Linked DNA regions of Mus musculus: regions 1, 2 and 3 are each linked to region 4. The links are chromatin contacts, called in public ChIA-PET and HiChIP or PLAC-seq maps. All regions are on one chromosome and are shown on one strand. Each heading gives the region's core, a stretch centred on a gene start, on an enhancer-like site or on the middle of the called end of the contact. The rest is flanking DNA. Distances are from core to core; before and after follow the strand shown.

Region 1 (2,969 bases), core at 72-2,571, 300 kb before region 4:
AACCAGCCGGCCAGAGTTCAGAAAGAACTAGAAAGGGTGGGCTTATTCAGCAGCAAGACAAGAATTACATTAGGTAAATAAAAGTTAAATTTACAGCCCTGATTGGCCTACATCTCTCATGGATAAGGATGACCTTTAATTCAGAGATCCACTTACTTCTGATGCCTGGTTGCTGGGACTAAATGTGTGTGCCACAATGCCAGACCTAATTATACAATATAAATATATATATGTGTGTATATGTGTGTGTGTATACATGTGACACATTTCAAAAACTTTCAATGCCCAAGTGAGCTCAGTGAAACTTTTTTTAGCCTTAAATGCTTTGAGTTCTACCATCATTGCATTCTAAAAATTAATCTGCACATAAGAAATTGTTTATAAGGCAGAAATTTCCTGGAATTCTCACCTGTGGTGCTTGCAAGTTTCCAGATAGAGGACTCTTTTATTCCATAGCCTACACACCAGCCCTGACTATAGCTAAGCAACGGGGGCTGGAGTTCCATTTCTCCTGCCTAGTGATAATAAACTCTGTATCCTGATGCTCCCGCTGAGGGGCCAAAAGGGACTGAAGAAAGGGTCTAGAAGGCTGAGGAGCTATGAAAAACATGTTGTAAAGATTTCCTTATAAGCCAATAAATAATTTACAGGAAGGGAATTTAAGAGTTAAAAACTGGGTCTGCAGAGATATTAAGTTAGTGAAGAGCTTGGTGAGCAAGCATGAAGACTTCAGTTCAGCTCTCTAGTACTCATGGACACAAACCAATATGATAGTTTGGGTCTGTAATCCCAGCTCTGGAGAGGCAGAGGCAGATACTGGAAGACCCTTGGGCTCAATGGTCCATTAATGTAGCCGTAGCAGTAAGTTCTGAGGCCCTGTTTCAAAAAACTAATATGAAAATCTACTGAGAAAAATACCCAATGATAACCTCTGGCCTCCACACACATGTGCATGCACACATGCATTCATGCACACACACACACACACACACACACACACACACACAGAGAGAGAGAGAGAACGAGAGAGAGTTAAAATATTATAAGCCAACCAATGATTTTCAAAGAAAAGTTTACAATCTATTTTATTTTGAATGTTACTAGAACAGGCTATAAAATTAAGGCTCAAACCCCTGGCAAAGCTCTAGTTACACACTCTCTTGCCAATTATACTTCCCTTCAGTTGACAACTAGTCACTGTCTGTCTTCACACAGGAATAAAGTCATGACACAAGACTCAGGACAAATGTTCCTCAGCATCTTGAGGACGGTTGGAAGGCATAGCTTCAGGAGCACATGTATGTGTGAGTGCACTGCTCACTTAAAGTCCCACACTGACAAGCAGCAGAGTCATTTGTGTAACTCCACTGGCCTACCTTACATAGTTTTCCTTCTCTCTTTTTTTTTCTTCTTTTTACTTTTTTTTTTCTTTTAAGAAGAAAGCATGCATACGGCTCAGCCCTGATCAGACAGAAGCCTGGGGAATTATCTACATGTCACAGGAAATCCTTTTCTAATCAGAAAAAAATCTTCGATGAACATCTCCTGGCAGAATTTGGCAAGGAGTCCCAGGAAATTTACTGTACTTGCTTTTGGTCTTATTATATCAAGACTGCCAAAAGGGAAGTGATACCAGAACTCCTGAGGCCCCAAATGAGTTATTATAAGTAGGCATTTCTGGGCTATGTGTCACATGGTGGCAGGCTAAGAGTGGAGGGATGGTCTCTCTCCCCAGCCACTCCCATCATTCCACACTCAAAACCTTGAAAATTACTGTGAGCCATGTTACTGAGCACAAACCACGGAGAAAGAGGTTTTGTGCCTTAATTAGATTGATATATTTTCTAAAAATATTTTTGTCATTAAATTCCCTTGAGTGGGTTTATTAAAAGAACATTTAGTGTGTGTGTGTGTGTGTGTGTGTGATTTTGGAAGTAATGGTTGCTTAATTTTAGAGAAGCTCCAAAAGCCTAAGAAATAAATGAAAATCATGTGTCATTCTGTCAAACAGACACAACCAAATGTTAATATTTTTTATTATTTCCTTTCAACCATGAAATGGAAAAGAGAAAGTTGCCACAATTAGGATCATATTGTATTGCATATGTATTTTCTGCTTTTTTCCCCATTTAACGTGATATCATTCACTTAAGATTTGTCTTCTTCTGTGTTCTGTCACTATACTAAAATACTTTAGACCAGGTAACTCTATTGTTTAGTAGAGGTTTGTTTCGGGGTGGGCATCTGAGAACTCAGGGCCAGCATCTGTTTAGCATCTGGTGAGAAATTCCTTGCTGCGTTATAATAGAGAAGAGAATATTTGCACTAGTTACTTATTGTTATAACAAATTCCTAGTGGAATCAATTCAAGACTCGTAGTTCAAGGAGTAGACTTTATTATGGCAAGAAAGATGTGTAGTGGGAGGAGCTAGTAACTATGGATGCAGAGGGAGGGATGGGGTCTTTAGCTTTCTGTAATGTTGTTTTCCTTTCATTCTGTTAGCTCATGGAATGGTGCTACCCACATTCAGGGCAACAAGGAAAGCCCCAACCAAGATCAGATCTGAACCCAGGCAGAGAAACCATCAACCCCTGCACCAACATGTCCAGTATCTGGAGCCTCTGGAGACCTCATCTACAGCCCTGCCTCCCCAGCTCTGCGGCCTGCAGCACATTTAGCTTCTCTCTCTGATTGGCACCACTGTGCCTACAGCTTTCCGTGTTAGACATGCCACAGTTCTGACATCTCAACCATCCCAAGGTCTCTATTCAAATGTAGGCTTTATCCTCAGAGCTTCATGGGGTGGCCTGGTATGGTGTCCCTGCAATGGATTGAACCCTAACATGTAGCTTTCTCAAATGCTGGTGTAAACCTCTATGTGTTTTTAGCTTGCATAGACAATCCTGCAAGTAAACTGAGCACTGTATGGAGGCTACCGCTAAGTTCTATCGCCAGCTCAAGATGTAAT
Region 2 (3,383 bases), core at 802-3,301, 350 kb after region 4:
CAAAGTTTTTCAAATGCTGTGTAAAATAACATATAATGTTAACATACAATATTATGTGACTAACTAATGACAATATCCAGATCCTTTAAATGCAAGGGGCCTTCCAGGAGAAAGCATCCCGCCCTCCAGCTCTCCTGCCCACAGACACTAATTTCTTTGCTTCTGGCTACCTTAATCTAAAGCTCTAAATGTAGCTCTGAAAAAAAAACACACTTCAGATTGTCTACTTTCCATCTTTAATGTCTTTTTTGAATTTATAATATCCTTTAAGTGGATCACATTGATTACACATGTATATATATATATATACATATATATAACTATATGTTATAAATTATATGTTTATTACATACTATAACTTATACATTACCTATTATATAACATATGTTATATATAAACATTATATATTATATATAAGCATATATATGTATATGCTTACACAAATCTCTGGACAACACCTATCAACATCAATCTCTACCTCAGTTTACCAAATTGTTTGCTTGGTTACAATGCAATAATTCTACACTCTTTTCCATCTTCAAAATGATATAGTTGAGGGAATGTGGTGTAAATCAGAGGTAGGTCAGTGGTACAGCATACGTCCATAGCACGCATGAGGACTTGAGTTCAATTCCCCAACCCCAGAAAGAAGAAGGAGGAATTAATTTTCTAGTTCAAAGTTGTTAGGTTTTAAACCTGGGACAAGAGTTTGCCAAGAACACTAGCTGAAGGGTTCATTAAACATATCAAAGCTGACCTTGCTTTCCTGTCACATACACATGCATATACATATATAACTTTTATATAAACCTAAATTCTCCATTAGAAGCATGTCCTATTGTTTGTCTTCATTATTCTCATATTCCCATCACCTTCTTGGTCACCCCTTCCTCCTACCAGTACTAACTACATTTATATCAGACTCACCAGCAAGTGCACGTGCCTGTACTCACACACACCTTTTTAAAGTCTCACATATTGTTAAACTGCCTTTTCTTTCAGAAAGGGTCATTTTCTTGAATCCTAGTTGTATTGCAAGGCCTTGTATAAACACACTCTTCATTTAAAAACAGATTGTTCAGCCGGGAAACTATACAGCATAATGCAATTTAAAAAACAAAGGTAGATATTGAATTGACTCCAGTCTTACTCTAAAAATAAACAACATTCTAAAAGGAATGTTAAATTTAGCAAATATCACAAAAATCTCCATGATTGTAATGAGTGAGGTCCAAGGAGGAAGATATACGTCCTATTCTGTCCCACAGTTGGAAAGCTCACAGGCTTTTAAAGAAAACTGATAATCATTCGCATTGGGGTACCACAATCAGCTAATTTTTTGAAGCAGCATTTAAGTGGAGAGTGTTTGTTGGTTTGTTTGTTTGTTTGTTTGTTTGTTTTAGAACTACACTTCAGCATCGGATTTGTCGTTAAGATGAGAGACTTTGGATATTTCCAGAAAAGGTAAGGGCCAGATGTTTCTACCACCACACCGCCAATCCGAAAAAGAAAAAGGCAAAAATACAACCAATGTAGTAGAGAATAAAGAGATCCAGGCTAGACACCTTCAAATCATTTTTGTGAGATGCACAACCTCTCGCAAACTAAACATTTCTCAGTCATAATAAAAAGAAAACGGCAACGCATGGGGGGAAGGTAGCGGAATCGCAAACGCACTTTAATACCAGAACCCCACGTTACACATACATTATTTCGTAATGCCCTATATATACAACAACCTAAGGGTGGGCACTGTCCCTAAAGTTACAAATTCCGAGCCAATGCCGAGCTCTTTGCTGTACGAAGTGTGGAGGGCTTGATGAGTCTAAACTCAGAACCGCCGTAATCCCACATCGAAGGCTCGCCTTCCCTCGGGCAGTTCTGCAATGGCCTTTAGCCATTCATCGCCCTGTCTAGCAGAGACTCGCAAGCCGCTCGCAAAGGCTCCAGCAGCTCCCCAGCCCCAGCCCGCACACTGCATCCGCGCTCCTACCAACGCTCCCGGTAGACACCTTTCACTTCCGCCTCTGGACGCCCGGGAGGGAGCGGAGTGCGGAAGTAACGGCTGACTTCCGGCCTCGGCCTGGCGCAGAGGTGACGTCACTAGCCCGGCGCGCTGTGCCTAAATCCTCGGCCGCCTGACCGCGGGAGCCCAGCAGGGGGCGGCTGAGACTGTGGCTGCGGGGACTCTGGGCTCTGGGCTGGTTCGAGACCACAGGGCGGCGCCAAGGCTTCCCTCTGGCTGGGGCTGAGATTCTGCCTGTACCAAAGAACAGGTTCAGTTTGATCTCTTTCTTTTAGGTTGCTTTATAGACCTTGGGGGTTTTTGTTTGTTTGTTTGGTAGGTTGGTTGGTTTTTATTTCCCCCAAATTCTTTTGCATTTTTCTGTTTGGTTTGGTGTTTGTAAGAATAAAGATTTCTATTTGGGAATTTAAATTATTAATAATCAGTTTACCCAGAAAGTGAAACTACTGATCACAGCTTATTCCTTGCCTGGGATTACTCAGTAGCTATTTATGGTGCACGTGTGGCTTACCTTCACCAGTATTGCGGAAAGCAAGACAACCTCTGCCTTCTGGACCGTAACTCCCATGGTCTCGCTTCTGCCTGAATATTCTCTCCTCAGCCTGCCCCATGGATTTTCATTTATGAACACCAGGAGATGGCTTTAGTCCTCTTGAAAGTGATATCAATGAGGAAAAGGTGCAGCTGAGATATTGGAGAGGTTGGGAAGACCAAGGGCAGGGAGAGAAAGATGAGGGGCAAAGAAGAGGTAAAGAGAACTAAGAGCAGTGTGGTAGATGATGTTTCTCAAGAGGCTGATTTGGGGTTCTCATCTTCCTTAAGGGTCTTTCTTTCTTTCTTTCTTTCAAGACAACTTTGTATGAAAGTTGTGTTGCTATGCAAACACCATTTGTTTTTTGAAAGGATGGTGACATGTAATGATGCTTGAGACTTTAAATGACTTCACTTGGAAGGAGGAGAGTAGGGAAGTCAAGATGAACCCCTCCCTAAAATTAGACTTAAAATCCTTGGGAATTAGACTCAATGTGTAGTTCAAATGCCATGTCTATGCTATCTTCAGAATTGCCCCTGGCCTCTTACAACCAAAGACTAATAATAATGATATAATTAGTAATATTGATTATTGTGCCCTTTCTGTCTGCCTCACTAGATTTTCCTTGAGAAGTTCACAGACCCTTACTTTACCACTAATGTCTAAGTCTCAACAAACCTAATTAGAGTGAGAAGAAATTAGCCCTCCATTCCTCTAAGAGAACCCACACATAAAATACCACCATCAATTGGCACCAGGATTCAATAAACAAATGTTCTTGCTACCTCTTTTTCAATTATACAAATCTTACATCTTCCTGTAATT
Region 3 (3,203 bases), core at 349-2,848, 260 kb after region 4:
AACATATTTATTGTTCCTAAAGAAATAATTTCCAAGAAAAAAAAATCACCAATGTTACCATACTACCTTAGTTTACAGAATATTAACAGAACCTACACCGTACAGAGTAACATTATTTTTAGAATTATCATTTGCTTTCTAATAGTACCTTAAAAAGTAGTTAATGCATTGACAGCTGTCTAATCACTGACAGTATTAAAATTATATTTTAATCTAATTTCTGGAAAGTTCTGCAAAAGCAACCTAAAAATGCAAACTAAAATTTAACGAGAAACAGCCTAGTCAAACAGTAATCAAAACAGTAAGAAATTAACAGCATCCAAAGTACACTATCTAAAACTCCAGATGTTTTCACATTTGGTCTTCACATTTACTAGTAAACCTGAATGGGTCTTTCAATCCAAAGATTTTTCAACATGCCGTTCCATAAGAATGACGCTTGTGAGAATAAAAACTCTTCAAGACCTGCTTCATTACAGCTGTAGCTTCAATTACCTCCGACTCAAACATCAATGTACGAACAGTTCACACATACGTAGAGGAATGAGGGTACAGAGGAGCGTTCATTCTTTTGTTTGGGTGGCAAAAGCAACACAAATAAAGGTTCAGTGGTGCCATCTGCACCTATCCCCACCCATGACAGTCCTACAGAGCACTTTTAACCTAGTCGCTCCTCACTATTTCAGGTCCACGGAGTTAGTGGAATCCAAGGCTTTCCAGGTCCCAACAAGGGTTGCGGAGACTGTGAGGTCCGGGGTTCTACAGAAAATGAAGGAGGGCACGAATCTTTTGAGGACAGAGGGACAAGGCTATGTAGACGTGTGTGGAGGATGGGACGCGCCGCGGAAACCGGGAGGCTTGCAAATTCGCGAGCGCGAGAAACCCCGTAGGGCAGACAGGATGCTGTGCTCCTTCGGGGACGGGGAGAGAAGGGGTGACAGGGCAACCCTCGCAAGAGACGCGGAAGGGCGTGAACTAGGCAGGCTCGAGACTGCCTCGGCCAGAGCCGAGCCGCGAAGCAGAAACTTACGGTTACTTCTCCCGGCCGGGACCGGGCTCGCGTCGATTCCCCCCAGATCTGCAGGTCTTCCTCTGTCGCGGCCACCTGGCTCTCGCGCCGAGCGGGTGACCTCTCGGGTCCACTCGGCGCCCCACCCACCCGCCGGCGGCGGCGGCTGCGGGAGCCGGAGGATGCGCGCTGGAGGCCCGCGGGAAGCGCTGCGCGAGCCCGACGCGCCCGGCGAGCTCACACTGGGCGGGCGCCCCCCATCTTCTCCCGCTGCGCGCCGCCGCTCTCAGGCTATGGAGGAGGGGGGCGGTGGCGCCTGCCTCCGCCGCTCGCTCAAGTCCAGCGCATGGTCGTGCCGCGTGCGCACGCAGCCGCGGAGGCCGACCTCCCTTCCCCGACCCCCGTCCTTGCTATAGCTAGCGTCGGGCTCGGCTGCCGCCAAACCCCGCGAGCTCACGGTCGCCCGCTCCCAGACAGCTGCGGCCGCCGCGCGAAGTGGCACGGACCGGCACGAACGGCGGCTCCCCGCGGGCCGACCCGGAAGCTTTTTCAGCCGCAAACCTGAAGCGGCCTTGGGGGCGTAACCCCGGAAGTTATTGCCCGGCGCCGGTAGCGGTGGGATGGCGAGCTGAGGCCTTTGGGAGCCCGAAGCTGGTGGAGAGGCTGAAGGGTTCCTGGAGCCGAGGGAGAGGAAGGACGGTGGGGAACAGGTGCCCTGAGACCCGAACTCGCGGGGCGGCTTTTGGTGACAATCCAGGGGCTTCCTGCCACAGGAAGTTGGGGTGGGCCTCCTAGATAGGCAGAAGGAATGAGAAAACGGTGACGGGCTGGCTCCGCCATCCTTCGACTGCCGCCCCACCCACTGACTTGGATGTAGCGGCTCGGGAGAGGATCCGCCGCCCGCCCGGGTGAGTCTTTCCCGTTTCCTTGGCGGAAACAAGGAAAGCAAGGCAAGAAGAGCCAGACGCCGGCTGGAGCCAACGGCAGGAGCACCGAAGCTCGCCCACGAGGCTCTGCATCAAGGCGTGTTGTTTCTTACACGCCGGTACCGAAAAGTCACCGGCGTCTCTTGGGTGGGAACTTTTGGAGCAAAAGCAGCTTTGCATTTTTCCCGGTAGGGGAGCACTGGTGGGTGGTGCCAAGGGAAAGACTTCCCAGGCAGTGTTGTCATTGCCAGGACAGTGACAGCTTATCGATTGTAGCTGTCTTCTCCCATCTATCCGAGTTCTTCCTTTATGTCTCCTTTTGGCTTGCACTCTCTGCTCTCTCCTCCCCTCGGTCTTTGTAACTTCACCAGAAGCCTTGATGTGGTTGGCCGACCTCAAGATTTCAGCTCCATTCCTGTCCTGCTCTCTCAGGGAACTTAGCGTGTCTTTATTGTAAACAAACTCACTGACCCACAAAGGAGTAATTACCCCTGCTGTGGGCACTAAGTGAAAATTGTATGCCTCTCCTTTGTCAATCATAATGAAAATCAACAATATCCCTGCATATTTTTTAAAAAAATCGCAGACAGCCCTCCAAGTTATGAACCATCTCCACTTACATAAGTCCTCATTTTTTAGGCAGCATATCATTCATGCCTGAGCATTTCTCCAGTGCAGTGAGCCATATAGCATATTAGCAATGGCTTTATTTATTTTTATTCTTTTGACTAGTTCTCTCTTCCTGTCGGTTTCAGTTGCACCAGCTTCACCTTCATCGCTGGTAGCTTTTGTTGTTTTCCTGGCTTCAACCTTTGTTTCCTTTTATGTCATTGGAAGACTATTTTAAGTGCTCCAGTACAAATACTTTTTTAAAAATAAACTTAAAATAAAAAAAAAAAGAATTTTTGCGAATATGTTGCTAGCAGTAAGTTTGTTTTATATATTTAAAATATGAGTATTTAAAATATATAATGAGTATTCACAAATGAAACACTTTGCTAATAGACGTTTTCTTATGAATTGATTGAGATAAGAATTGGTTTACTTTAAATTCTGTGCAGAAAGTTAACTACTTAGTTTCTCCTTTAGGTACTTTATAGAAAGCATCATTTTCTATAGTTGCCATGTTCTTTGTACAGTGTCTATAATACAGTGTCTTTTTAAGAGGTTTGCAGTTTTTAAGGCTTTCATACATATGTATATATCTTGTTTATAGTTTATTATGTTTTAGTCGGTGTTAATCTGAGATGAAAAGCAGTTGCTAAACA
Region 4 (3,298 bases), core at 129-2,628:
AATGTTTTACAGGCTCTGATAAGTTACTGCTGAAAATATTCACCCTCTCTTGTTCTTTCTGAACTCTGACTGGCTGGTTCAATTCAGCTGTTCTGGCTCAAATTCCTCTCCAAGCTGACTGGTTCTAACTGGCTTCTCTCACTTTCTGACTGAATTGCTCTGATTGGCCCCGAGTTAACTCTGGCAACCTGTTCTAATCTTCTGGCTCCTTCTCACTCTCTGACTCATTCTGTCTTCACCCGTGTCTAGCTTGTTCTCTTTTCAACCCATCTCAGTAAAACTGCCTCTCTCCTCGCTTTCTCTCTGCACTGCTCTCCTAAGTGGCTTCACTGCCTCTCTCCTGACAGTTGGGCATATTCTATATAGTCTATTTTGTCAGGTTGTTCTCTGATTCATCACTTTGTCTGCCACTCAATTACACATAACTTTCAAATATGGGTGCTTCCTTCTACAAACTAACTTTACCTTCACTGTTTGGGATTAAAACTGTGTTCTAAGTGCTGAGTCATACCACAACTAGAAACAACTGTTTTTTAGTAAATAATACAATCTCAGGTTTCACAGTGTGATCACATATCCTGCAGCATATACCAGCCTTTTTCCCTTTGAATTTTACTTTACACAATGTCTAAGTTACCCAGATCAGACTTGGACTTACTTTGTTGCTCAAAATAGCCTCAAACTCATGATGTCTACCCACCCACCCCTCACCTCATATCCATGAGGTCTGGGGAAAGGCTAAAGGATTTTCTTCAGTATAATGAAAGTCCCATATTTCCATTTTCTAAAATTTCAGAAAGGATTCTGATCGATTTTATTCCTGATGCATTCATGTTGACATGAATCCATAAGTCACTTTTTCTAAGCCTGTGAATAGTCAGAGAATATGGTGTATTAATTAGTCTCTAGAGTCTAGACCACTTCTGAAGTTTAAGTCCAATCCAGATAATCCCATAGCACCAAAGCAGTAAAGTCTAACCTGTGTGTGTTTATCTCCCCCTATGAGTTAATAAACACACCCCTTAAAGATAAGGATTATGTCTTAACTATATTTGACTGGTCCCAGACTCATTTTTTTAAGTTTTATGACAATTTTTTCCATTAGACTTACTTTATGTGTTTGCCTACAGGTGTGCAGTGCGTGTGCCTGGTACCCACAAAGGTCAGAAGAGGGCATTGGATACCCAGGAACTGAGTTACCGATTTGACTACAGAGTGGGTCCTGCTCAGGAATGGTTAAGTGGGTCACAGGAATCCTGCTGCAGCTCCTGGGAACCGCAGGCGGTCGCTAGCGCCGGGCTGTCCTCCGCACCACCAGGGGGCGCCGTGGCGCATACGGTCTCCCCGGATTGGCGGGGCGCCGCTCTCTGGGCGGGGCATAGAGGTGGTAAGAGGACTCGCGGCGGGCCGCTTCGGCTTCTTCTCGGGCCTGCTCCCTCGGCGGCTTCCCGCGCCTTCAGCCGGCCACCATGGGGAAACGGGATAATCGCGTGGTGAGTATTCGGCGGGGAAAACGGAGCAGTGAGGCGGGGCCGGGCGGCAGGCGAACGAGCGGAAGCCGTCGCCCGTCGCGGCGGGGCTGGCGGCCGCGTCGCACTTGGGGCCCCGAGACCCCGCGCCGTGCGATGCGCGTGCGCCTTGCCGGTCCTCAGCGTCCTGCTCGGCCGACCCTGGGGCCTGTCGCCCCGCAGCGGTAAGGGCTGTGAGCCGGAGCCGCCGGTGCCGAGAGGCCCAGACCCAGCGCAGCGGGACCACGGGGATGGGGGTGGGGGACAGGGATGAGGGCTTTGGGGTACTCTAGACTCCAGTGCCCTCGGAAGTTAGTGACTTCTGAACCCAAGTTTCTACCTGTGGGAATGGGAGTCCTCCTTAGTCACCGCTTGACCACAAAGGCAACTGCCCAAGCGAACGCGAGTGGGTACCTAAAGAGCTGCCCGGGAAATGACAGTGTTCCCCGCTCTGTCTTAAAAACAACAACAACAACAAAACAAAAAACAACAACAACAACAACAAAAAACGTCCGTTTTAGTTTCTTGTGGTTCTGTCGTGGAAGCTCGGTGGCCACTAACCTTGCTCGCACTGTGCAGGAATGTACTTTCCTCCTGGCTTCAGGACGAGACCGTAGAATGAATGGAGTTGAGATGAATAGAATAGAATAGACCAGTTGAAATGGTCTATGTGTGTGGGCATCCAGAGTTCGACATAGTGCTTGGACTATTAATGTCCTCAGACACATCTCACCTGATTCCTGGAGATTTTTCTGTTTTGTTTTGTTGTTATTAATGATGCTATCGTTGTTTTAAAGATTATAGGCTTGCTTACAGACATTATTACAGTTTCTTACTGAAATCCAGACTTTCATTTTACTGGAAATTTTTATTTACACATTCCTTAAGGCATTTTCAAAACCTATGAAATTAGTCTCGTTTACTGGAGGGTGTTGACAGCTCTGTACTGTTCTGTTCTGTTGTCATCGCACAATATGTTCTAGTAGCATTTTGTTTGCACTTAAAAGATTCTAAGACTGAAAACATTACATCAAAAGGTGGGAGGTGTTGGAGATGTAATGGAGAACTAATACTTAGGGCAGGGTAAGGATGCTTAAACTGTGACCAGAACTTGTATCATTTGCTACTTGGTTCAGTCCTCATGGATCTTGATATCTCCCCCAGCCCCCCACACCACCACCAGCCCCAAAGTCTCACTTTTTAACAGGACTTTTAAACCACAGCTATCCTATACATCCTGGTCCCACACATAGACAGCTTCTCCATCATCAACATCCCCCACCGTAGAGATACAGGTGAACGTGCAGTTATCTTTCAGGAATCACATAATCCTATGATACTGTGCATAGTGTGTCTTTAGACACGTTACTAATGACATCAGCCACTATGATGCATTGCCACCACTTTGAAAGACTTTGCTTCAGTCACACCTGCTCCTCAATCCACCACAATCACTGTTCTCTTTACTAGCTCCATAGTTTTCCAGGACTAGAGTTTGAGTGTCTGCCTCTGAAAATACTACCTGTTCTGACGTTTGTTGTTGTTCTCCAGAAATTGAGAGGCAATCCAGTTCTTTTTCTTACATTGGTGATGCCCTCATGGTTTTAAAGATTATAGGATTGGGGATTAAAAAACACAAAACAAAACAAAAGCAAAGCAACCAATCCTTTAGAGGACTGGGGTAATGCTTGGAGAGTAGGAGCACAGGCCACTGTCCATCCATCCGTCCATTCGTCCATCCTTCCGTTCTTCCTTCCTATTAATATTTGCTTGCTTGCTTGTTTTGAGAT

Evidence for each region. ChIA-PET counts read pairs in DNA pulled down with a chosen protein or histone mark. HiChIP or PLAC-seq counts read pairs in DNA pulled down with a chosen protein or histone mark.
Region 1: an H3K4me3 HiChIP or PLAC-seq map of bone marrow-derived macrophages shows a contact between it and region 4, with 4 times the contacts expected there. The contact joins the enhancer-like site here to the promoter of Fam133b in region 4. A contact is called at or near these places in 2 of 39 promoter capture datasets (embryonic stem cells and macrophages), 2 of 484 Hi-C or Micro-C datasets (bone marrow-derived macrophages and muscle stem cells), 1 of 115 datasets of contacts at active chromatin or transcription factors (bone marrow-derived macrophages) and 1 of 9 other capture datasets (macrophages).
Region 2: a contact with region 4 is called in an RNA polymerase II ChIA-PET map of memory CD8 T cells, with 5 read pairs. The contact joins the promoter of Mterf1a here to the promoter of Fam133b in region 4. A contact is called at or near these places in 2 of 484 Hi-C or Micro-C datasets (CD4 T cells and pre-B cells) and 2 of 115 datasets of contacts at active chromatin or transcription factors (embryonic stem cells and memory CD8 T cells).
Region 3: an H3K4me3 HiChIP or PLAC-seq map of bone marrow-derived macrophages shows a contact between it and region 4, with 4 times the contacts expected there. The contact joins the promoter of Krit1 here to the promoter of Fam133b in region 4. A contact is called at or near these places in 3 of 39 promoter capture datasets (embryonic stem cells, liver and pre-B cells), 4 of 484 Hi-C or Micro-C datasets (CD4 T cells, LSK cells, embryonic stem cells and 1 more), 2 of 115 datasets of contacts at active chromatin or transcription factors (bone marrow-derived macrophages and memory CD8 T cells) and 2 of 9 other capture datasets (adipose tissue and liver).

Annotation. Positions count from the first base shown.
Region 1 is chr5:3,245,865-3,248,833 of GRCm38.p6, forward strand. No RefSeq gene overlaps it. Among named protein-coding and RNA genes, the nearest start is that of Gm36548, 23 kb to the right of the region's middle. Within about 2 kb of position 1,322, at least 17 of the 459 cell types and tissues checked have an H3K27ac peak or open chromatin away from gene starts, as enhancers often do. A contact at or near this core is called in bone marrow-derived macrophages and muscle stem cells, where this site is marked.
Region 2 is chr5:3,891,882-3,895,264 of GRCm38.p6, forward strand. It overlaps Mterf1a (mitochondrial transcription termination factor 1a), which reads right to left and starts at 2,052. Exons shown (of 2, transcript NM_001013023.2): 1 at 1,994-2,052; 2 at 1-16.
Region 3 is chr5:3,801,567-3,804,769 of GRCm38.p6, forward strand. It overlaps Krit1 (KRIT1, ankyrin repeat containing), which reads left to right and starts at 1,599. Exons shown (of 17, transcript NM_030675.3): 1 at 1,599-1,917. Ankib1 (ankyrin repeat and IBR domain containing 1) reads right to left here and starts at 1,558. Exons shown (of 20, transcript NM_001289527.1): 1 at 1,031-1,558.
Region 4 is chr5:3,542,455-3,545,752 of GRCm38.p6, forward strand. Fam133b (family with sequence similarity 133, member B) reads left to right here and starts at 1,379. Exons shown (of 11, transcript NM_001042501.1): 1 at 1,379-1,493. The coding sequence starts at 1,470.